6 separate regions of the Mus musculus genome follow, and regions 1, 2, 3, 4 and 5 are each linked to region 6. Evidence: chromatin contacts called from public HiChIP or PLAC-seq and promoter capture Hi-C data. All regions are on one chromosome and are shown on one strand. The core of a region is the stretch at or near the end of the contact, and the rest is flanking DNA. Distances in the headings are between cores, read along the strand shown.

Region 1 (3,890 bases), core at 768-3,267, 340 kb before region 6:
TCAGTGCCTTAACTCCTCACCCTGTACTTGAAGTCATTTGTGATTCACTTCACATGAAAAGCATGCATGTATACCTTATTCATATAGAGGTCAGAAGACAGCCTGCAACAGTTGGTTCTCTTCTACCATGAGGGTCCTAGAATGGAAGCCAGGTTCTTAGGCGTGGTGGCAAGTATCCTTGACTACTGAGCTAGCGTTCCAGCCCTATTTTTGTTTATTTTTACTATTTTTCAAATTTTTATTCATTTATTTTACTTTTGAGAGGAAGATGATCTTTTCCAAGTATAAATCATATCACTTCCTTCGCACTTCAGAAAACAAACTGCTCTGTGGCCTACAAACCCACATATAAGTTAGCCCCTGCTCACTTCTCTCTTTTATCCCTCATTACTCCTTCGCCTCCACCACAGCATCATTCTACCAGTCCCCAAACCTGTCTCAGCATCCTGCTTTCCCCTGCCCCTTCACCCTAACATTCCTTCTCACCACTCAGCAGAATGGCTGCTTCATTGGTCACCTTGGTGAACCCTGCCCTGACCACTGGAACCACCTCAACATCACATTCCATTATAGTTCTTAGCATTATCAGAGCCAAGCCGTCCTACAAAGCAACACCTACAAAGGCTAGCTTGGGCTCATCATAGATTTGCCTGAAAAAGAAAAAGGCCCAAGTGAATACAGAGACTTTTGGGGGTTTGTTTTGTGTTGTTTGTTTTTTACTTAGACCATGGAAACCAGCATGGTGTCAGCTCCCCAGATCCCAGGTCCCACAGGATTGCTCAGACAGTGGGTTGCTGTCACGGGAGGTCAGTTCCAGATTCCAGCCTAATGATTTTATGACCTGCAGCTGTACTCTTATTGGGGAGGCAAGGTCAAAAGTCCCATGCCTTTCCAGAACCCAGGAGGCAGCCTCCACAAGATAGGGAGGTGGGTGAAAAAACAGCCTTGGGACAACTCACAAGACTGTTCAGGGGAGGCTCTGGGGGGCATTTCTTCAAGACAGGGAAAGCTGAAGTTATCCTTGCCGATATGTGTAGAGAGGTGTTCCTGACACCACCTTCTATATACCTTAAATCATCTTTATATTACCAGTAATATATAGCACTATATGAAAGTTATGTAAAAAGTTGTTAGACTGTATTGTTGAGGGAATGAAACACAAAATCCTGTTCAATATGGATCTGATTTTGTTTTTCAAAAATTTACAATCTCAGGCTGGTTGAATCCAAACATTCGGAACCCACAGGTACAGAGGGAAAACATTTTTGGGGGGTTGAGGGTGAAAGAACCCCTAATTGTTGGTTACTGAGAGTAGTTAATATTTTTTACCATTATTATATGTCTGTTAGACAGTAGAACTGCTTTGATAAGAACTTTTGTTTTTTTTCTTTCATCTCAACTTTACAGATAATGAAATGCAGGTCCAGAGAGGGTTGAAGATTTTCCCAGATCACGCAGCTAGTAAATATCAGATAAGGAATTTAAACAGAGGCAATTTTATTCCAGAATCTTTCTGAGTAATGCACTGTCATTTAAGCCAAATTTTCTGTAGAAATGAATACACTAACAATAGAGGAAATGCATTAAGCTGATTGCAGGTAATAATCAGAAATTACTTAGATATCATACATGGCTTTTGGAGGGCCCGGCTGAACTTTAAGCATGCCTTTTGACTTTCTGTGGCATTAGTCAGTATTTTCAAAGGCTTATAGACCTTTTTACCAATGGGCTCTTCACATTTTTCTTCTGGCCTATTTTACAATCTTGTGGGCAGCTTCAGACAAAATAACTTTTTCGTATGGAGGATTATGGGTGCTCTTTGCCATTTGTAAATGTGAATTTTATAGACACCCCCAGCCACTTGAAAGAGAAATGCTTTTAATTTTTTTTATGATGATTTGTAACCTCAAGTGTTTCTGATAAACTGTCAAATTAAATTTCAAGTTTTTGCTTTATATTGTCTGAATGCACTTTGTAACGGGCTTCCTCATTCTGACTCGTGACTGAAGTGACTTTCAAACTTGATAGCTTTTCGGCAGCACTTCCTTTCCTAACACCCCCGCCCCGGCTGTCCCCCCATTCAAAGATTTGCTTGTAACACACATGGCTTCCTTTATCTAGAACTTTTACTTTGCATACATAGTGTATGTAGTGTGTGTGTGTGTGTGTGTGTGTGTGTGTTTGTGCTTGTTGAGGACAGAAGTTGTCATTTGATGGTTTCCTCAATCTTCATTTTATTTACTGAATTGGAGTTCCTTACTAAGCCTGGAGCTTGCTGATGATCTAGCTAGTCTAGCTCTACCCAGCTTGCCCTTGAATCCATCTCACCTCCAGGGTGAGTGTTGGAATTACATTTGGGCCCCAATGCTACCAGTTTTTCTTTCTTTCTTTTTAAAATGTAAGATCTAGGGATCCTAACTCTGATCTTCACTTTTCTTCTTTCTCCACTGAGCCCTCCCTGGAACTTACTGCTCTCCATTTTCCCACCAGCCCTTGTGATCTCTTGTCACCTGTCTCTCTCTTTTTGGAACACAGGACATTACAGACTCACCTGTATTGTCCTTTCCCTGGTCTAGACTCAGGCATTTTCTGATGAGCCCTGGTTCCTTTAAAAGGAAATGGAATTAGAATTGAAGATCTGGGCACTGGGGATGCTCATTGCTGTTGGAATGTCATTGGTTGTAGGGTCTCTCAGGGGACAGTGCCAGGTAAAACAAACAGTCATACTAATCCTTTCTGTCATATGTCAAAATCTGTTTCTGTGTTTGTCTAGGTACAGGTTAAAGTAAACACACATCTACCCTGCTCCACGCTAGGGTAAATTAATAAACAAGTTTCATTCTAGTTTCCCCTCTTTTCTAAAAACTCTATTTTTCTTTAAGCAATTTTTATTTGTGTGTATGATGTGTGGAGGGTACATTTGTGCCACAGCATGTGTGAGGAAGTCAGAGGATCACTGTGAAGCAGATCCTCTCCCACTGTTATGTGGGTATTGATGATTAAACTCAGGTTGTCAGGGTTACACAGCTAGCTCTTTACCCACTGAGAATCTTGGCAGCTCCTCTTTCCTTATTTTCAATTTGTTTCTTCAACAGTGAGAGCTATGATTCTTGGTATATACTCTATTCCCTCATTTACTTTACCTTAGTATCATGAAATTACACATACTGGTAACAAGCTGACTAGACAGTTATGCATGTATAGATCTTTTATTCCTAAATCTTTTGGTACCCAATCAAAACTTCATGTTTTCCATAACCACTTAGTTATTTTCTTCTCCCCCAATTTGAATATCACTGTGTTATTTGTAGCAGTTTGCTTGGCTGGAGTTTATATCCTATTATGCCCTCATTTACCATTCTGTAATTTTAATTCCTATTAGGACAAACCCAAACAAGTCAGAGCCATACAGAAAGGTCTAGTCAAAGGAACTTGGTTGTGTGTCAACTGTTTTCAAAGAACTTGATACTCTCCTCATGTCTCATTTGCCAGAGTGGATGTTCAAGCTTATATTTTTAAAATATGTGCCATATCTACTATCTATCTATCTATCTATCTATCTATCTATCTATCTATCTATCTATCATCTATCTATCTATCTTGAGACACAGTCTTACTCTGTAGTCTTGGCTAGCCTGGAACTTGTAGCTTGTAACTAATTGGCTATGTAGACCAGGCTGGCCTCAAACACCTAGAGATCCATCTTCCTCTGCCTCCTGAGTTCTGGGATTAAAGGTCTGTGCCACCATGACAAGCCTTAAAATTAACTTTTAATTTTTATTGTGGGACAGCTCCATACATGTCTATAATAAACTTAGAGCTTTTTCTCCCCCAGTGCTCTATATTTATCCTCCTTCCTTCTCCTGAGAGTCTTCTTGTTGGTCTAATGA
Region 2 (3,783 bases), core at 312-2,811, 300 kb after region 6:
AAGGAACCATTTCAACCCAGAGATACCTTTATGACTTTTAGCCTGCAATGGGGAAAACTAGATGAAGGTCCATCTCCTGAAGGGCATAAAGGTCCACCATCTGTGACTGCCTAGTAGTAAGGCTTCCACCAGTGTGGCTACCAGGTGAATCTCATATCTGCAGTATGCTGTGAGATCGAACATCAGGCCATGAACATGTCTTTATCTAGACATCGATCCCATGTGCAGACACCTGCAGGGGTAAGGTTGTGGGGAGGGGTGGTAGGATGCTATACTAAGTAAGACTCCATTTCCTTTTAAATAGCATCTGATGTTTATTCAACGTGAGGAAAAGGCTTCTGTACAGGTAGAACAGACAAGAAGGAAAGAGCACAGGGGCTACTGTGTTGGAAAAGGCATACACATCAGAGAAAGAGCTGCAAGCTGGTTTCTCAGGAAAACCAGCTAGTCCACAAGACAAAATGGGAGACAGCAGGTTTCTGGGAGCAGGGAGGGGAAGGGTCCCGCTGAAGGTGAATCAATGTCCATGGGCCTTGGGCAGCCCAGGTACCTCCCAGGTGAGTCCAGATCATTTAAGGGCAGCAGCCAGTCCACAGATGGGTTGTGCAGGGGCTTGAAATGGCAGCGTCAGCACAGGCCTTATGGGCAGAAGCTTGCAGTCTGTCCACCAGATAGAAAGCAGTGGACAGCATGACATGTCCATCAGGTGGCAGTTGATCTGTCCATTAGGTGACAGGAGCCCATCTTGCAGCTGGAGCCTGGGACAGTGTCCAAACCTGCCAGGGATGGGCTGAGCTGTCAACAGTGGGAGGCCTTGTGCTCTCCAGAGCCAGGCCCAGCAGGGACAGCAGCAGGGGCCTGGGGAGCTATTCCTGGAACAAAGGCTAGGACACAGGAGGAGACAGGGGCGCGCGCATGCGAGATCTCCAGGCAGGGCGGGCGCGGGAGGTGGGGGAGTTCTCGGGGTAGGAGGGGGGCCCGGGGGGAGGGCGCACTCGGCGACCCCGGCTGCAGCCACAGGACAACACAGCAGCAGCCCACCCTCCCGGAGCCCCAACCCCAGGCCAGGCTTGCCAGAGGCCTAGAAGTCCTCATCCTCCTCCCACCCGAACACCCGCTTCATCTCATTCAGGAAGCCGTTGTAATCATTGAGCAGGGGGCTGTCGATCTTGATGTAGGGGATCACCCACTGCAGGGCCCGGCCCTTGAGGCGGGTGATGAGGAACGTCACCTTGAGCTCGTCGGTGTCGAAGGTCCTGTCGTCCACCAACATGTAGGAGCCGGTCTGCACGATGAACTCCGGGAGCTTGTCCATCTCGCCATCAAACAGCTCTGGAAACGGGATGGGGTTCCGCCGACGGCGCCGCCTGTTGTGCCTGAGCATGTAGGCCTTCGGCCTCTTTACCTTGCCTTGGCCTTCCATGACGCTGCGCTCTCTGGGCTGATCTAGTCGCTTGGTGGCCGGGCTGGCTGGAGGCTCTCCGGACTCTTGATGGGGTCAGCTGTGCTTTGCTGGATCCGCAGAGCACAGAGATTGTCAATTACAAGGCGTCGCCGGAAGTGCGTGGGAGAAGAGGAGGGACTTGTGCTAGGATGATTGTGGGTTGGACCCCAGTTTTTCTGTGGTGCTGCTGCTGCTGGGTCAACAATCCTTAGTGCTACCCAATGCGCAGGCGTGTTTCTGGGGCGAACCAGGAGAATGTTTAAGGGGTGGTTTGAATTGTTTTGTTTTCACATAAGCACAGCCAGGATGCAAAGCACAGGAAAGAGTCCTGATTGTACCTATGCGCTCGTGAGGAAGGCTCAGAGAGTCTAGGAGGATGCTGGACTCCTAGCGGTTTTTTTTTTTTTTTTTTTTTTTTTTTGTGCTGGTGCAATTCCCTGTCACTGCAGAATAAGAGAGAGATTATGGAGTTCGCCCATCCAAACCCCTTCCCTCTCCAGCTGCTTTCTTTTCCTTCCCAGATCCTAGGATGTGGACACCCTAGAGAGCTAGCTGCTCAGTGGCCACAGTTGCCTGCCTCTCACTGTCTGTGTGAGAAGGACTAGCTCTCATGTTGAGAGGCTGTTTTTGTAGTCAATAGCAACCCCTGATATACTAAGGAGAAGACTACAGAGCTGCCCTTTCAGAGAAGGATGCACAGTGAACGCGCAGTATCTGGAGAGTTACAGGTCAAAGAACCCCTAACTGTGATGCATTAGGGTACCAAGAGATGGAAATTTATGTAGAATGTCTACAAAGACTGGTGGGAAGAGCTTACACAGAGCTACATGATACAAGGCAGTGTACAAAAATAGAAGGGGAAAAAAGATTTTTCCAAATTTGGAGAGAAGGGGAGGTTATGTGACTGTATGCCTTTTGTATGATCCCAGTTGTCAGGGAGAATACATAATTAATATTAATTCCCCAGCGTCTTCCTTTGTACAGAAAATTACGTGGTACATGCCGTGATTTACTTAAAACCCTATCTGCCAGGCTATTGAAGCAGGGCATAGGTAGAAACCATAAGAATCATAAACTGGGAATTAATTTTGAATGCTTAAGGTCAGAGAAGATAAGAGCAGTCAAACAGATGGAAAGAGACCCCTCTGCTGAAAGAGGATGGCTCAGCCTCACAAGCCTGGTCATTTCCCTGAGGTAAGGAGAATATGGGGTTGTGAATTTCCTGACCACCTGCAGAGTTGCAAATGATACCCCAGCAGCTAATGTCCCATACCAACCAGGTGACTGCAGAAATCTTCTTCTCTCTGTAGGTGTTTCCTCCTTAGCCAGGGCCACAGTGACCTTTTAAATGCTAATGGGAAACTTCTCCTCTGCCCCTGACTCTGTCCTCTGAAGGCAAATATTTCACAGGCCATAGTAATGTGCAGTGCTCTAGATACTGCAATGCAACCTTCACCACTCTGTAGTTCAAAGGAAGCTGGCCTTTGTGCTTGTGCTTGGCTGCTTTCATGTCAGCAGGACACTCCTGGTGCTTAAAGCTCTGCTCAGTGGGAGGCAGTTAGAGGAGGACAGGAAAGTGCTACCTCAGGGTGAGCTAAGGTTCTGCCTTTATCCTAAGGAACAGCAGGGACCTTGCTCTCCTCAGAACCCTGTGAAGACATACCCTGTGACAGGGCAGGGGGTAGGGGAGTGCAAGGCAGGAAGAGGGTGTGCAGAACAACCTAGCTACCCTGGCAGGCTCCTCTCAGACATGCAGCATCAACAACTGTGAAGAATAACATCTCAGCTACCCTGTCTGGGCTAGTTTCTAGTGGCAGCCCAAGCCTACTAACACACTGTGGTTGTTTATGAGCATTTCTATTAAAATATACAAAGAGGTTGCAGGGTCTCCCTTCTGTGATTCCTGCACTGGGAATCAGAGGAGGAGCCATTGGAGGAATGAGGGCAAGGCAGGCTCCACACTCAATTCTATGGTACCTCCGGCTACATATAAAGATACTGTCAAGGGATAATACTAGTCATATTACTAACTGACCTGAGACAAACCATGTTGAGCCAGTAAGGGATCCATGGCAGGGACAGTTACAAGGAGTTCCAAGAACGAATAAGCACCCAGAGAAAGGCGAGCACATTAGTAGTATTCACTAGTAAGGTAAAACTACATGAGGGACTTGTTCAGATGACAGAGACAGTGCTTCAGTTACTGTGTAGTCCATGAGAACAGTCTGGCCCTGCTGCTGGAAGGAGGCAGAGGCAGGCAGATCTCAGAGTTCCAGGCCTTCCTCCCTGATCTACAGAATAAGTTCCAGGTCAGCCAGGGCCACTAAACAAACAAGCTC
Region 3 (4,310 bases), core at 1,328-3,827, 310 kb before region 6:
TGATCATTTATTGGAAATTGGTGCAAGGAACTTTTGATAATCAAAAAAAAATCCCTCTGGGTAGTCCCAGTTGGTTTTACTGAATACTATAGGCATGGAATAGACTTGTCTAGTAGTTTCCTCCGTTCTTACAGTAATCACCTCGTCATTAGTTATTTTTAAGGACAAAGCATGAGAATGTTCTAGATGAAACATACATTCCTGGATGTTCTCATACATTGCTGGCTACTCAAGCTTATTTATAAAGACATTTGTTACCATCGACATCAAATCACAAATCAAGAACTTTAAATAAATGACATCCTTAAATACTTGATGTTAAATACAAATCACTCCTTCTTAAGCCACGCCACTGAAAATCTTGTCTTGAAATGGCCGGCACTGTGCGCTCTCCTCAGCTCCCACTGTTGCTTTTCAAAATGGACACACATGAGCAACAAGTTACATTCATTTCCTTGTTTAAACAAAGCATTCAGGAAAGCACAAAAACCATCCTTTAGTCCTTAACCACAAACCTAATAACTAAAACAACAAAACTACAGTGCCTTTGAAAGCAAAAAACATTCTGTATACAAATTTCCTGTATTCTCATTTAAAATTATGTCCGTTTTTCGAAACTAGTACAATGAATGCTGGGTCCTTTTAATTAATTAATAAAATATACAGAGTATGTAATTAAACTAAATACAAAATTCCTAACATAACAGATAATGATCCAGTGCTAACATATGCATTGCTTAGGTCATGATAAATAAAGCCATTAATAATAACAGCCCCACTCCTTAAGTTGGAATGAAAATTCCGTCTTTTCTTGGCTATATTACAAGTCATTTTTACATGGACACGGAATTGTGGAGGAAAAAACCATCGATGGTCACCTTTAAAAAGAGGAGAGAGAAAAGCCGTGTTTAGTAAAGATACAATTATACTTTAAAGATACGTATTTTTCTCCCAATTTAACTTTATGTCCCACACAAATGTCACATCAGAGATTGCAATTCCTCTTAATTTAACATTTCCTTAGTTGACTACTCATAAAAACAAAATTCATTCGAGATAACATCATCAAAAACGAAGGTCTTACTAGATAATTTTGTTAACGAATACACTGGAATCAAATTCATCTCTAGATTATCCTTCATCCATTTCTTTTCTTCCCATCACTCTACAACGACTTATATCCTTAAAAAGCCATCTCACTCCCTGGGTTTGTGTATTTCCCCTTGGGCTTAACTTTACTTACGAAAAGAGAGCACAAAGAGATGTCTGGTCACTTCTAGAGAGGGTCATTCGCTGATACAATAGACAAAGAATCAATACTTTAGGGTTACCATGGCCCCACCCACTTCAGAACCACGACGGGTCAAAATGGCCCCACCCACTTCAGAACTGCGAAGGGTTTGGCCAAATGATTTAAGAGCCAAAGACTAAGCCTCTTCCTCTCTTCCCAGTTGAGAACGTTTTGTCTTTTAATGTTGCAGATGCCATGCGCCCCCACACCCAAAACATGATGCACAGGTCCTCCGCACCTTCCAGCCAAACTTTTCCAATACTGGAAAAAAAAAAAAAACAACTAAACAACCTTGAAAAGTTTTAATTAGCGAGAGACAATGGAAAACGAATTTTACGGTTCTTTCCAGGACATTCTTTACTGCTTACAAATGAGTGGCCCAAAGTCCCATTTACAGTCTGTCAAAACTAGTTGCTCCCCACCCTGGCAAGGCTGACAGCCTGAGGCTGCCCGCCCCTCACTCATTTCTCTCTCCCCACCCCTCCCCGTTTACTCTTCTCAGTCCACTTTCTGAGAAGTTCCCTGGCCACACTCACTTGCTAGACATTTTAAAGATCTGTCCTCCCCCCACCACGACCCCCGGACACGCTTTCCACCCCCACACCCCACCCAGCGCGACGCATAACATTTTTTTGAGAATTATCCCCGTATCTGTTACAGTCTGTAGTGACCAGAGACATAGTTGGGGGCGGGGGGAGGCGGGCCAAAAAGTTCCCTTCCCCCTCGTTTTTTTCTTTTTTAGATTCTAAGTCACCTCTCACTCCACTCGAAAATGGCGCCGAAATCGTAGAACTTCTTAAATTTCATTGTAAGCTTTTTGCAAAGGTTTCTGGGATTTTCCTGCGAAGCTGCTCCTCAGCGTCGACCTAGAAAACAAGCCGGGGAAGCTAGAGAGAGGAAGGAAAAGGCGGGCGGGGAGGCGGACAGACAGACGGACAGCGAGAGAGAAAGGGCGGAGGGGTGTGGCGAGGTTGTGAGGTTAGAAGAGCGAGTCGCGGAGACTTGGGAGGGCGCGAGGTGGCGGTGGTGCGGGACATCGAGGGACAGAGGGACGGACAGCCGGGGAACCGGGGTTCGCGGGGCGAGGGGCTCACAGAGAGGCGTGGCGGAGAAGAACCGGAGCCGGGACGGAGCTGGGCTGGAACCGGGCTGGAATCGGGCTGGAACCGGGCTGGAATCGGGCTGGAATCCGGCTGGAATCGGGTTGGAGCGGTGCTGGAGCCGGCGGAGCTGGCGGAGTTGGGCTGGAGCCGAGCGCACCCCAAGAGGCGAGCGGGAGCAGCCAGCGCCCAGTGGTCCGCAGCAGCCCTAGAAAAAGCCGGCCCGGGGGGCGTGGCCATGCGCTGCTCCGCGCCCCGCCCAACCATTCGCCCGCTCGCTCGGAGGCCCCGGAGCGGAAGGGGGGAGGGGGGAGGCCGTGCGGACACGCAGAGCCACAGCCTTGGCCTGCAGCCAGGAAGGGCCGGGAAGGACACGGGGAGCCTGGAGTGGCCACGTACAGAGAGCCTCATAGCCGCGGGTGCAGGAGACAAAAACCAGGGAGAAAGGGGAAAGGGGAAAAGCGGGAAGGGAAGCAACCAAGCTCCAGCTCAAAGACCCATGCCACAAATGACACTCTAAAGTCACTAGGGCCCAAGTCTTTGGGGCTACCAGGAGGGTACAGGGCGGCTAAGCCAAGCCTCTTAGGACTATTTTTCTTGGGGGTGCCTGAAACAGGATGAGGAAACAAGGGACCCTCAGATTGCAGAAGGGAAGTGCTAGGCGCGCGAGTGTGCCCAGGCTCTGTTGAGTCTTCTGTGCTCTGGCCTCTCTGCCAAACTCTCCCTCAGGTAGAGGACTCCCTTAGGTCCTGGCGGTCCACTTTAGGGGTGGGCATGACACTGAGGCAGGGAACGACAGTTTACTTATACATGTCCAGTCCAAGAAGGAAAGTCTTTACTACTTAAGTTTTGAGTCTGGAGTAGGGAAAGAAAGGGAGTCTTTCTTCTGTATGCTGGATATCTTTAGGGACGGCGCTGTTTACCAGGGAGGTATGAGAACGGTGTTGAAGTTAATAGCAGGGTGTCCAGGGTGACAAGAACTGTGCCTAAGTGTAAAGAGATGAAGTATAAGAGTGATTATGATTTTCAAATGATGCCGCTGACCCAGACAGGCACTCAGAGAGAAGGGGGAACGGGAATGGATTTCAAGGAGCTAACATGAGGTTGCATCTGGGTGGGGAGTCAATAGTCTTTCATTGCACCGCGTTCGCAACTTTCTTGTATATTTGCAAAACGTCACAATAACACAAAGCTGGAAAAACCAGGCATGGTAGCACATGGACCAGTAGAGTCCAGCACTCGGAGGAGGCAGGAGAAACAGAAGTTTAAGGGCGTCCTTGGCTACATAGCAAGTTCGAGGACAGTCTGAGCTTTGTGAAAGACTCAAAAAAAAAAAAAAATCTGGGAGAAATCCCTTATAAAATAGAGCCTGGATGTTAAAAAATAAATAAATAAACTCAGCGTCTCTCTTCCCACCTTTCTTGGGTTGCAGACATCTTTGAGAGAGTGGGATGTAAACTCAGATAGGATTTGGACGGGAAGGGTTTCGCTGGCCTGCAGCAGCTTACACACCCGGGCTCCAAAAGAGACCACAGGGGCAGGTGGAGTGCTGGGTACAAGGCGCTATGTGGGAGCTACTTAGCGCGTTCACTCCGTGACTCTGAAGGAGAGGCTGTTGCCTTAGCAGCTCTTGGCTAAACCTCTACTCCAGCCACCTCTTGTCTAGTCTGGGACTTAGTGGGTTCCTTGGCGCCCTTGACTAGCGAGGACATCTGGGCGTCTGCGAATATCCAGCAGTTGAGCAGCACGCTGGTAGCTGCGGTGCAGCCGCGGGGTCCTCCATGCTCCCAGAGTCAAGCCTAAGTTTTATTTCAGAGGGTAGAAGGCGTGCGGGATAGTTTGGAACCTCAGGAGGGAGCGGGGACAACTACAACAAAACCCACCAGGTGTCAAGAAAAAAAAAGGGGGGGGGGCAATTG
Region 4 (4,280 bases), core at 661-3,160, 410 kb after region 6:
CAGGAGCGAGAGCTGCCCTAGGAGCAAGGGTCGCCCCAGGAGCAAGTGCAGCCCCAGGAGTGAGGGCCGCTCCAGGGGCGAGGGCAGCCCCAGGAGCAAGGGCCGCCCTAGGAATGAGGGCCGCCCCAGGACGGAGGGTAGCCCCAGGAGGGAGGGCAGCCCTAGGAGCGAGGGCCGCCCCAGGAGCAAGTGCAGCCCCAGGAGTGAGGGCCGCTCCAGGAGGGAGGGCAGCCCTAGGAGCGAGGGCCGCCGCCCCAGGAGCAAATGCAGCCCTAGGAGCAAGGGCCGCCCTAGGAGCCACTGCTGCCCCAGGAGCGAGGGCAGCTCCAGTAGCCATGGCAGCACCAAGAGCCATGGCAGCCCCAGGAGTGAGGGTAGTCCCAGTAGCCATGGCAGCCCCAAAAGCGAGGGCCGCTCCAGTAGCCATGGCAGCCCCAGGAGCCATGGCAGCTCCAGGAGCAAGGGCCGCCCCAGCAGCCATGGCAGCTCCAAGAGCGAGGGCTGCCCCAGGAGTGAGGGCAGCTCCAGTAGCCATGGCAGCCCCAGTAGCCATGGCAGCTCCAAGAGCCATGGCCGCCCCAGGAGCAAGGGCTGCCGCAGGAGTGAGGGCTGCCGCAGGAGCAAGGGCAGCTCCAGGAGCCATGGCAGCACCAGGAGTAAGGGCAGGACCAACACTGGCCTGGCCAAAGATGGTGGCTGAAGGCAGAGGCCTGGCAAGGGGCATCTGGAACTGCGCGGAAGCTGCCAGGCCCATCTGCTGCTGGTTGTTGTAGAAGGCAGTGGGAGTCGTGGTAGCAGTGTTAGGGTTCTGGAATGCCACAGGAGAGAAGTCACCTGGCTCCTGGGGGAAGGCGAGGGCATCGTTGGCTGAGTTGTTGCTCGGGTCTTTGTCAGCATCTTTGTCGGGGTCTTTGTCAGCGTCGTGGGCTGTGGTAGAGGATGATGTTCTGCAGCACATCATCCGGAGGTTGGCGGCTGCAGGGTGTGATGAGGGCATAACCCCGCCTGAGCTCAACGCCTGCTGGTTGAGCTGCAGAGGTGCCTGGAGGGCTTGACTGTTGACCGACAGGAAGCCCGAAGGGCTGTCACTCTGCAGTCCGGGCTGCTGCTCCCCGTTAACGCCCAAATGCAGCACATTGGAGCCATTGAAGGAGCTGGGCTCCTCCAAGGTGCTCTCGGAAAGCACAGGTTGCTGCTCGGGCTGGTTGTGAATGAAGTGACAGCGAGTGCCATAGGGGCAAAAGCCAACGCTGTGGAAGGTGCGGCAAGGCTCCGTCTTGTACTTGGGGTGCCTTGACAGGGTACGCAGTTCGCGGTAGCCATGCGCGAACTGGCACTTGTGGCCATACTTGCAAATGCCGCTTTCCTCAAAGGGCCGACATAGCTCAGTCTTATAGCGCTCAGAAGTGGCCAGGGAGCTCGAGCCGCTCACCTTCTGTGGCTTAGGCTTCTGCTGCAGGCTATGTTCGCCATTCCGCGGGTGGATCTGCGACACCGCGTTAGCCTCTGAGGGCTCATGGGGAGCTTCCCAGGACACCGCACCAGTTGCCCCCGACTGACCATTATTGTAGCTGTTCAGGTCTCTCGCAAAACTGGACGAGCAGTCCTCGGTGAGGCTGGAGGCACTGGAACTGGGAGCCTGGTGGCCGAGCACTTGGGGGTCGCTGGAAGATGGTGGTGGAGCAGTGCCAGGTGTTGAGCTGGAGTTGGAAGAATCAGCCACATTAGTGTTGAGCGGGCGGTTCAGATTGTTGTTGGCCATAGTTTCTCGGTCTTGCACTCTAAGTCTCTATTGCAGAAAGTCCATAGAACTGTGAACATTGTCCTATGTCCTGCGCCGTTTTGAGCTTTAAGTAAGGAGGACCCGGAGAAACCTTCGAGGGAGGCAGAGCCAGCGAGCTCCAAACATGAGGCAAAAAGGGCAGGTAGGCGGAGCTGGGAGGAGCTAAAAGGTTGAGTCCCAGCCCAGCAGGAGGGCTGGGTGGGGTGGGGGAAAGGGCAAAAGCAGAGTAAGGCAGACGTACGTAAGATGTGCAGGTACGCCACCAAGTGGAGGATGAAGAGTAGTAGCAAAGATCTTAGCGCCTCTCTCACGCTCATGCATTCTGTTGAGTGTTAAAGCTGCTTTTCAGGCCCTCCTGCTGTGGGAGGGCTCTATTCTAATTTATCAGCTTCAAGATTTTTGCGTTTGTCCTAATATTTGAGTAAAGCAATGAAAGATAATCACTAGACTCCACATAATCCCATAACTCCCATGTTCTTGTAAAGAGCAGCCCAGTTAATGTTCCTCCGCTGCACACACCCCTCCCCCAACCTCACTCCCGCATATCCTATGGTTCAGCTGATACAGACTTGCAGCCAAACATGCCTGGAACCTACACCCTGGAGAGAACTGATTTCCTCCAGTTCTCCCCCCCCCCATTTTATAAATTTGTTTTTATTTATTTACATTTCAAATGTTATCTCCTTCCCCAGTTTCCCCTCCACAACCCCCTTATCCCCCCTCTCTCTGCCTCTATGTGATGGTGCTCCCCAACCCGCCCACCCACTTCCTCCAGTTCTTTGACCTTATTTCTTGTGTGTGCCATGATATGTGTGCATATTCCACCTCCCCACACTCCAACAAACAAGTGTAATTTAAAAACAGACAACTTTATTGTATGCATTCAAGGTAGAATTACAGCAGGATGCTTCAGTGGGTAAAGGGGTTTGCCACTAAATCTGACTTTGAGTACAGAACTCCAGAAATTGATCACTGATTTCTGCAAATTGTCCTTTGACCTCTACACTGTTGTCATTGTGCTCTTGTATTCACATACAAACACACAGAAAATAAAATAATTAAACCATTTGGTGTTATATTTTTCAACATGGTAGTGAAATGGCTGAGGGGCCAGAGAAAGGTACTTGCCACCAAACCTGATGGACTGAGCTGGAGTTCCTGAATCCATGATGTAGAAGGAGAGAACCAATTCTTGTAAAGTTCTCTTTATGGCTGCCAGGTCTGTGCAGCAGTGAGTGAAATGTGCCCCCCCCCAATAAATAAAATAAAATAAAATAAAATAAAATAATTAAAGCCATTTTCTTCTGCACCCATCCAGGGTGGTAGAATTCGGGATATCAAGATGGCTCACCTTGTAGAGGTGCTTAGTGCCAAGCCTAAAGACCTTAGTTTGATCCCTAGTATGCAAAAAGTAGGAGAAAATCAATTTCTGCAAGTTGTTCTCTGACATCCACACATGTGTACTGTGGCATGAGATTATGCACACACAAACACATTAAATAAACAAATGAATTTGAATAAATAAATCCAAATAATTTGAACTTTAGGCCATTGAATGCTGTATGCATTAAAGATGGCAAAATCAGAGCTGGCAAGAAGGCTGAGCCAGTCAAATGTCTTGTTTCCCTGCCTGCCACCTGAATTTCAAGGCCTGAATCCACATGGGAGAAAGGGAGAATTCCACTGAGTTGTTCTTATACACAATAAACAAGCAAATATAAACAATCTGTAATAATAAAGGCCAAATTTTGGCTATTGCATTAACTGTGGTAGAATTAGGACTGTCTATATTATAGATGTCAATGAAGTCCAACTTGGTGGACCCATGAGTATTACTGGGATTCCTTACAGGAATATGTGTGAGGGGTTACTTACAGGAGCAGAAATAACTCGGAGGCAGCTGCATCACCAAAGCCCACCCCAGGATGGGTGAGAGCTCACAAAGCCGGGGACCTGGAGCACACTGCACAGCCTGCAGGCAGCTCAACAGGTTGGAGAGAGTCCTTTCCACGTGTCTCAGTGGGTCTAAACCTCTTCCAGGCATGGCAGCTCCAGCTCAACTGGTTTCTGCTTCTTTCGGACAACTAGTCTCATCTTCACCACGACTCCTCAATTGTAGCTCAGCTTTCTGCATCTGAGAGGGAATTACAGCTTTTAGTCCTTCCTCTGGCAGGGAGGAGCCTAGTGAATGTTTTCAGTTTGGGGGACTCCTTGAAGCTCTTTGGAGGCGTTTACCTTCCTGCTTAAAGAGCTTCCTGAAGCTCTTTTGAGTTGTTTATCTCCCTGCTTAAGGAGATTCCTGCAGGGTGGAAGGTTTTGATTCTCTGAGGACAGTATTATACAACAGTACATTAAGGGCTTTTGGAGTTATATTAGTAATAATTTCAACTGTACTTGTATTGTACAGTTAATAATAATTTTATATGTCACAATATTATAATAATAATCATTTCAACTCTGCCTTACCCTGATAACATGGTTTCACATATACCTGGGA
Region 5 (3,908 bases), core at 205-2,704, 460 kb before region 6:
ACCTTAAAGAGTAACCGCAGGCAAAGGGCAGTGGAAGCAGGTGGATCTTTTAAGAGTGAAGGCAAGGTAGGGCAAAGCAACTGGTGCCCGATGCTTCTACAGCACAGGAGAGATGTGAAGTAAGGGGGGGGGAGCACAGGTCTAGGTGCTAAAATCAGGACAGATAGATAACTCAGCACCTGCACTACAGAAAGATACCTTAAAGCTAAATGATTGATTTGTAGGTCCTCATTGAGTTCCATGTGAATGAATCAATGTTACACCACTATGATTACTGGTTTCTTGTGCAATGAAATTTAAGGTTGACCTTGAAAAGAAAAAAAAACCCATAAAGATTGATGGAACAACATGTAAAAACATTGGATCCAGAGTGTAAATTCACTCCCATTGCAGGAAACATGGCTAAATCAGACAGCTTTTTAAAGCCTCGCTGGTTCGTTAGATTTTTTTTTCTTTTTAAAAAATGGTTTCCCCTCACAGAGGCCAGAAGAAAATAACAAAAGTTGACCCTCACATAAAGTATACTATGTCCCCAGACATTAATGTGATTTGTACATATTAACTCATTTCTCACAACATTTTGTGAGGGAGACCATTGCGTTCTCCATTTTAGAATTGATAAGTCTGAGGGACGAGAGGTAATACAACGTGATCAAGGTCACAGAGCTAGAAGTGAGGGAGCTGAGAGTCACAGTCAGGAGTATGCCTCCAATAAGCTAAGAGAGAAAGGGAGGGAGGGAGAGAGAGAAAGAGAGAGAGAGAGAGCGCGCACTGGTTTAGGTATGTAGCTCATTTGTGTGGAATATAAAGAAAATCACTCATCTTTTTTGATTATGGCAACTCCAGCATTTACAAAGAGTCAGCCAGCTATTACGGTAATACATGCTTCAGTTGCATCCTTAGTCTTCTTCACAATAAACTTGGAAGGTATTTCATCCTCATTTCCAAGACATTCCGTCCTCCTCCTCCAAAAAAAAAAAAAAAAAAAAAAAAAAAAAGGTTGAGTGATTAAAACGATTAGCCCAAAGACGGCCATGCAAATAAGAAAACTGCACTGGGAGCTCTTTGCCGGCAGTGAAATCAGGCGAAAGGAGGACCCCACAGGGATGCCAGGAGAGTACAATGAAATAATGGATGTAAAAAGGCCTCGACGAACAAGTGCAAGGGCTAAGGCCTGTGCATTTGCTTCGCGGGAAAACCGGTTCCCCAGGACCTGGTCCCAGGCTTTCTGGCCCCAACCCAACGCCTTCTCCTCCCAGTGCCTAGCTTTCTCTTCAAATCTCTTTCTCCGTCTCCTCCACTCCTGCCCCCCAAGCCTCAGCCGGGCGGCAGAGCGGAGAATAGAAGGTCCGCGCGCGAGCAGGAGGCGGGGCACCCCGAACCTTTCGAGGGGCCGGTCTGCGCGCGTGCGCCGTCCTTCGGCGGCTTCAACCGCCCCGGCTCGGTGGCCAATCAGAGTGCCCGGCGCGCTCGAGACGTCTCAACGTCCTGTGGGTCGTGTGCGTACGGAGGGAGGCAACGTAAGGGCGCTCGGCGAGCCCGTCTCTCCTCGAATGAAAGGAAACTACCCCTGGCGACAGAGCCCCGCTCTTCGGCAGTGCCGGAGAACCGACTCCCGCCTTCCCCGTCTTCCCTCGTGGGCGCTGTCCTCCCTTCGCCCAGCCGTGAGCCCCACTGGTGAGTTCCCCGCGGTAGCCAGGGGCCCCCCATTCTCTCTCTGGCGGGAGAAGACGAAGAGGATGGCGGTGGCCAGGCCGCCGCCCCTGCCCGTTGTTACGGGGGGGACTGGCGGTGGTCTCCTTCATTGTCAGGGACCCCCAGAGGCGCCGCGCATTGTCGGTGCTCCCTACAGAGGCTGGCGACCTAGTGCCGTGGGGGCGCTGAGGGACATGTTAGGCGGCAGCCTAGACTTCGGGGGAGGGGGCTTCACATCGGAGGAGAGAAATACTGGGATGGGGGCTTCAAAAAAAAAAAAACTCTGCTGACGCTTAGATGGTTTCAGTGGTAAGGAGGGTGACTACTTCCGAAGTGTAAGAGAAAAAAAAAATGGTTAGGATGGCATGAGGGTAAGCCTTACGGAATGAGGGGGAGAAAAAGAAAAACTCCCCAGTAAGGGGAATCGGGCGAAAGTGATGGATAAGGAGATGCTTCGGAGTCAGGTCCTTAGAGGACGAACTCCTGGGGAAGGGAGGAGTGTGAAGAAGGTGATATTTTCCTGAATTCCAGAGACTTGGCCAAGGACAATCGGAGGGGGGGGGGACCCCGACTTTCTGGCTGAAAGGAACCTACTGAAGTGTTGGGAAGGAAGAGACTTTTTCGAGTTTATCCAGCGCCTTGGTTAGAGGGAGATCTAGGAGGCTAGTGTGCGATTGGGGAATACATAACGGAGAGAATCCGCTCTGTTTCCTGCCTGGTCCTTTATTACATGGGCGAACAGCACGGCGTTCTTTTGCAGTTTCTATTCGTTTCGATATTCTGTGTGAAAGTGAAAAACAAATCTTTTGATGTTTGAAAAGCCTTTAATTTTCCTCTGGTTCCTACGTAATATCGGGTCTTATTCATACAGTTCAAATTTCTTCACTACCCTTTGGCTTGAAACAACTGGAAAATTCCTTTAGTTTCCTTTTGAATAACCGCAAAAAAAAAAAAAAAAAAAGCAGTGCGAAGCATGTAATAATATCGTGCAACCAAATTCAGGTGCCCTTCCGGTACATTTCCTATTCATTTATTTCTCTTCACTGCAACTTTGCTGAGAGAAAGACCGTGTTATCTTTGGAGGATCGCACTTATATCTGTGAATTTCAACTGGCTTGCATGCGGAAGGTTTTTCATCTTCCGGAACTGCAGTTTTGTTTTGTTTGTTTTTTTCGGTAGAAAACGTTCTTTTAAGATACTAGCCATTGACTAAGCTCTCGAGTTGGTTCTCGAATGCCCTCCTTGGTCATCCAGGTGGTTTCTACCTCGATGCTTCACAGCATCTTGGAAAATCGGAAATGCATTCATTGTTTCAGCGGGGTTTCTTTTTCAGACATTTAAACTGTATTTCCCATAAAATTACTGTTGTTTCTTTCACCTTTACACATTATCCATAATGTTACCTTTCTTTGAAACATCTCATTGTTGGGTTAAAGTATTGAACTTTGAGCTTTGCCTGTTCTTGAAAAACCTTTAAATTAAAACGAAAGCGCTCAATAGATGTTTTTGAGCCCCATAAGTAATGCTGATTGAATGTCCTTATTCTGCTTAACCCTAGACCACAAGTGTGACAGTAGTAGATAAAAATCTGTATTTTTTTTGATAGACAGTTTTGCTAGGCGTCATTGTTTCCATGATGGGCTCTGCTGCTGCATGGTTTATAAGGCAGATGTAAAAAATCAGCAAGCTCTGCACACATGCATTATTTGAATTTTAGTGGAAAAATCCAATTAGTCATTGCATAGCAAGGCAAATTTTTAATCGTTTGTTGCACATTTGTGTGTTTCTGTTCACTTTCAAATAAAATATAAATTACCAAGAAATGTGTGAATGCTTTACAATGCAAAGTAAGTATATGTGTGTATGTATGTGTGTGTGTGAAAATATATATATATATATATATATATATATATATATATATATATATATATATATATATATTCTCTTTTAGATTTTGGAATCTTTGGTATCTAGAAAAGCAGGTTCTGAAAATTAAGATGAAAAAATACACTGTTTGTTAGTTAAAAGAGGCAATAGTGAATAAAGATAGAATGGAGCGGGGTACCATTTCAGATTCAATTTGGGGAATAAAGGATGATTTTCCCTCTAAGAATTTTGCTTATCTTCAGCCATTTTTTAAAAGCTAGTGCTGGGATTGTTTAGAAACAACACATTAAAGATGCCTATGAAGATAAGATTTGTAATGTAGCATC
Region 6 (3,801 bases), core at 1,072-3,571:
ACCCCCATCCAAACTGTATACTCTTTGGTAGCCTGAGAGCTACTGAGGTCCATAGAGATTAAAACAAATCCTCATAATAAAGATGAGGAAATCTAGAACATTTAAGAAATAAATCGCTTAATATATTTATTGTAAGTAAAGATTCTCCAGACAGTTAAGGGGTGACAAGACAGCCTTTACAATATCACTCATTATCTTCTTTGCTTTTAGGGAAGATTAAAATGTTCTCAATTTTCTATCTTAAACCCTCTCTTTTTGCTTTTGTGTGTGCATACATGTCATGTGCTTATATATGTATGTATGTATGTAGCTCTGGCTGTCCTGGAACTCACATGCAGAACTCCAGAGACTATCCATCTTATCTTGAACCATTTTTTTAAAGGTTGGAGGAGGGTAGCAATATTTTGAGACATCTCACTATGTAGACCTGGCTAGCCTAGAACTCACAGAAATTCACCTTCCTACTTCTGCCACCTGAGTACTGGAATTAAAGGGCTATGCCAATACATTCAGCCCAGTGAGTGTCTTTATTAGGCTTAAGGAAGGAATGGGATGGCTTTTGTAGTTTGTTTTATGTTTTCAGATGGTGAATTTGCATGTAAATCCTCTATGAGAAAAAATATAAAATATCTGAGACTAAACATGCCTTTGCCTATTAGTACTCTACTATAGAATATTGCACATTACACTCAAGTGTGTACTACATGTAAAGGGGGTCTACCAAAACCCCCTTTAAATTTGAAAAATTCGAAAATTTCAAGTGTCCTGGCACGGCAGGAAACCTCTATTGCACTGTGAGTTCTACATATCCCTCAAAAACCAGTTTAATCTCACATCCTGTTTGAGAATACGGACTGAAAAATTTTAAAGACACATTTGGCCATGTTTCCTGTTCTCCAAACTTACCACCGATCTATACCAAATATATGAAATATACGTGTAATTGAAAAGCTGGCTGTCTACTCCTTACTCAATTTCCTGACTGTAGTATTTTATACACAAAGAGCTTTCCTAATACTTACAGGAAGTGTGGACAAGATTTTCGTCACTAAGAATGTATTAAATCCCATGTGTGCCTTTCCCGAAAAGAGTAGACTTTCTCCTGTCTGGAATTCACATTAAAAACAAAAAGTGTTCCAATAGAACAGGACTGCCTTTTAGGCAAAATTTAGGAACTTGAACTTTTTTTCAGGGTTACTTTCTCTTAAAATGTCCTTAAAGGACAAAATACTAGGACCCTTTGCACTTCTTACTTGCCCTGTGGCTTTCCCAAGTGAACTTTCCTTCCATTCTACTAGCACAGCAATGCTACTTCAGTGAGAGAAAGACAAATGTCAGTTACTTTCCCCAGAGGGAAACAGCAGAAGATTAAGGGCTGAGGTCTAGGGAGGGGCTAAAACCTTCCTGCCTAAGACCAGCCCCACCTGCTTGGGGCCCAGCCTTTACAGCCCTATCTCCACACTACCCGGCTCCATGTGAAACTGGTCATGTGAGCCTGTTTACAGCTGAGCAGCTGGTGCAACCATCAGGATCTGTGCAGAGGTCCAGGGAGGGGTAAGGATACAGGCCACTTACCTCCTTTCTCCCCTATGTAATTCCAAGAAGATACTTGCTTCGACCACCAACCACCCTCCCTCCCAGTCTCTCTACTTTCCTTCATGCCCCTTCAGGCAAAGCCATCCTGGGACGCCTGGCTCCGGTCGCCCCCCGCCCCGTTTCCGTCCAGTTGCTCGCGGGGGGGAACGGCTGAACTGCAGGAAGGGCGAGGACAGGGTCATCCCAAACTAGGTAGTCGACTGACTTCCCTCCCACAGCCCTCCAGGCAATGTCCGCCAAAGAGTTGTCCCTAGAGCTGCATCCCCAAGGCAACTGAACTCTTGTCGGGCAGGCAGCGGGAGGTTTCGGAGGCTGCCTTCGTCTAGGCAGGGGTAGCTACACAACTCTGCTGGCCCTGGAGACCCTGCAGAAGGGCCACCAACAGTCCAAGAACGGTGGACCCGCTGCCCGGTCCCCGCCACCCACCTTAGCCCGGCACTGAACAGCCCTGCTGTCAGTCACAGAGCCAAGCTCTGGCTACGGGTACTGGCATTGTCTACACCGGAGGGGGAGGTCTCAGCCATGTAAGTTCCATGTCTTCCCCGCAAGTCAGAGAAAGTGGGTGACGGGACATTGAGGGACTCTCACCTCAGCAACACTGGCTCCTCGGAAAGCAGCTGCGACTGCTCCCTGCTCCTTTGTCAGAGTCTCCAGACTGCACTGCCTGCTGGGATATGGGAGGACTCGACTGCCACCTCTCCCCGCCCAGGAGGATGAGTCGCAACTGGGGGGTGGGTGAGAAGAGGAAGGAAAGGCGGGCCCGGGGCGGGGTCTAGCCGGGGGCGGGGCTTCTGTGTTGCCACCTGGCTTCTGGGGTTTCTTCCTTCTCTATGCTTCAAACTACTTCCTTTGTCCTCTGGCCGCCCCTCCTTTTCCTCCGCCCCCCTCACCCGCCCCCAGAGGATTAGAGGCTTTCTCTGAGTGCAATCTCTTTGCACTCATTTGGTGGTGACCTTTGACGTCTGCCTCATTCACTCCTCTCCCCAACTCAGAATGCATTCCATACAATGAATACCCAAGGCTTGTGACTCTTCCTCTGAGACTCTGTATTAAGCACTAGCTCTCTTTCTCCACTCTATCATCGGCGCAAAGCAGACTGTTCAGGATTTGTTCATGCTGCTACAGTAGCTTCCTATTTGGATTCATTCTTTCTACTGTTACTTTGTCTAAACTATTGCCCAGACAGCAATCCAGTTGGCTCAGTCTAAGGTATAGGTGACCCTGCTGTTCTACTTAAAGCTTTTCAAGCCTGGCATGGTAGAACAAGACTATAATCCCAGTATTCAAAGGCTGAGGCAGGAGGATCCTGAGTTAAGACAAATTTGAGTTACAAAATAACAATTGACTTTTAAAGGGGAAATCTCTATTCTCAGGTCTGTACTCTATTCTTAGAGTCTTTCAGGCAGGTATGCTGCTACAGGGCTTTAATCCTAGCACTTAGAAGGGGAAGCAGTAGATCTTTGAGACTGAGGCCAGCCTGCTTATATATGAGACCCCATCTCAACACCAAGCAAACAACAAATGAGAGAGAAAAGACTTTTCGGCTAGGAACAATGGACAACTGTTAAGTCAAGCACCAAAGGGGCAAAGTCCCAAAGACCCCAAGGACTTCATATCTCAGCAGCCTGGCCTACCTAGCAAGACCCAGTGTGCTGGACACAAGACAGCCAGGATAGAGAAACCCTGTCTCAAAAAAGAAAAGTAAATGAAATGGAAAACACTTCAAAATTCAAACTTAATTATGTTCAAAAAGGAACAATACGGTCCAAGGGTACCCTCTGCACAAGTATAAGACCCAAAACCTTCCTCATTACTCTTAATCAATGGGTCTATAACAGTAGATATCACTTGGGCCCTAGGCTCTGAGACCTTTACTCACAGACTTTGTGCAATGCTCTTATCTGTCTTTTGAACACCTATCTTTCAGGATCCAGGGGAAATGTCACTTTCCCAACTAACCTTTCAGAATCTTCCATAAGAACGACATGTCTTATTTGTTTGTCTGAAACGTGGCCTGACTATAGCGCTAGCTGGTCTGACACACGTTATGGAGGCCAAGATGGTTCTAACTTGCAGTGATCCTCCTATCATGCTGGGATTACAGGCATGTACCACTAAATCCACCAGACGCTTTCATAAAAACTGTTGACCCCTATTCTACTAGCAAAGAACACTGCTAATTCTGTTTTGCAATTCTTCCTGATA

The links. Promoter capture Hi-C pulls out the DNA fragments that hold promoters and counts their contacts. HiChIP or PLAC-seq counts read pairs in DNA pulled down with a chosen protein or histone mark. Capture Hi-C pulls out chosen DNA fragments and counts their contacts.
Region 1: a contact with region 6 is called in a promoter capture Hi-C map of the HPC-7 cell line. The contact joins the enhancer-like site here to the promoter of Mospd1 in region 6. A contact is called at or near these places in 10 of 39 promoter capture datasets (the 3T3-L1 cell line, the C10 cell line, the HPC-7 cell line and 5 more), 1 of 484 Hi-C or Micro-C datasets (granulosa cells) and 1 of 9 other capture datasets (pancreatic islet).
Region 2: a promoter capture Hi-C map of liver shows a contact between it and region 6. The contact joins the promoter of Rtl8b here to the promoter of Mospd1 in region 6. A contact is called at or near these places in 1 of 39 promoter capture datasets (pre-B cells) and 1 of 9 other capture datasets (liver).
Region 3: a contact with region 6 is called in a promoter capture Hi-C map of pre-B cells. The contact joins the promoter of C430049B03Rik here to the promoter of Mospd1 in region 6. A contact is called at or near these places in 10 of 39 promoter capture datasets (the C10 cell line, the HPC-7 cell line, cranial neural crest and 6 more) and 3 of 484 Hi-C or Micro-C datasets (embryonic stem cells, erythroblasts and liver).
Region 4: an H3K4me3 HiChIP or PLAC-seq map of embryonic stem cells shows a contact between it and region 6, with 5 times the contacts expected there. The contact joins the promoter of Zfp36l3 here to the promoter of Mospd1 in region 6. A contact is called at or near these places in 3 of 39 promoter capture datasets (cranial neural crest, hippocampal neurons and stem cell-derived epiblast-like cells) and 1 of 115 datasets of contacts at active chromatin or transcription factors (embryonic stem cells).
Region 5: a contact with region 6 is called in a promoter capture Hi-C map of erythroid cells, with 8 times the contacts expected there. The contact joins the promoter of Phf6 here to the promoter of Mospd1 in region 6. A contact is called at or near these places in 13 of 39 promoter capture datasets (the 3T3-L1 cell line, 3T3-L1-derived adipocytes, the C10 cell line and 7 more), 1 of 484 Hi-C or Micro-C datasets (erythroblasts) and 1 of 9 other capture datasets (adipose tissue).

Annotation. Positions count from the first base shown.
Region 1 is chrX:53,027,729-53,031,618 of GRCm38.p6, forward strand. No RefSeq gene overlaps it. Among named protein-coding and RNA genes, the nearest start is that of Mir450b, 18 kb to the right of the region's middle. Within about 2 kb of position 2,018, at least 4 of the 459 cell types and tissues checked have an H3K27ac peak or open chromatin away from gene starts, as enhancers often do. A contact at or near this core is called in the HPC-7 cell line, where this site is marked.
Region 2 is chrX:53,668,876-53,672,658 of GRCm38.p6, forward strand. It overlaps Rtl8b (retrotransposon Gag like 8B), which reads right to left and starts at 1,562. Exons shown (of 1, transcript NM_001018063.2): 1 at 290-1,562. The coding sequence starts at 1,423. The coding sequence ends at 1,082.
Region 3 is chrX:53,054,613-53,058,922 of GRCm38.p6, forward strand. It overlaps C430049B03Rik (RIKEN cDNA C430049B03 gene), which reads right to left and starts at 2,578. Exons shown (of 4, transcript NR_038185.1): 1 at 2,386-2,578; 2 at 2,046-2,157; 3 at 1,530-1,552; 4 at 1-878.
Region 4 is chrX:53,774,484-53,778,763 of GRCm38.p6, forward strand. It overlaps Zfp36l3 (zinc finger protein 36, C3H type-like 3), which reads right to left and starts at 1,911. Exons shown (of 2, transcript NM_001009549.2): 1 at 1-1,911. The coding sequence starts at 1,762. It also overlaps a transcript of Xlr not described here.
Region 5 is chrX:52,910,760-52,914,667 of GRCm38.p6, forward strand. Phf6 (PHD finger protein 6) reads left to right here and starts at 1,455. Exons shown (of 11, transcript NM_027642.2): 1 at 1,455-1,677.
Region 6 is chrX:53,368,238-53,372,038 of GRCm38.p6, forward strand. Mospd1 (motile sperm domain containing 1) reads right to left here and starts at 2,322. Exons shown (of 6, transcript NM_001290514.1): 1 at 2,185-2,322.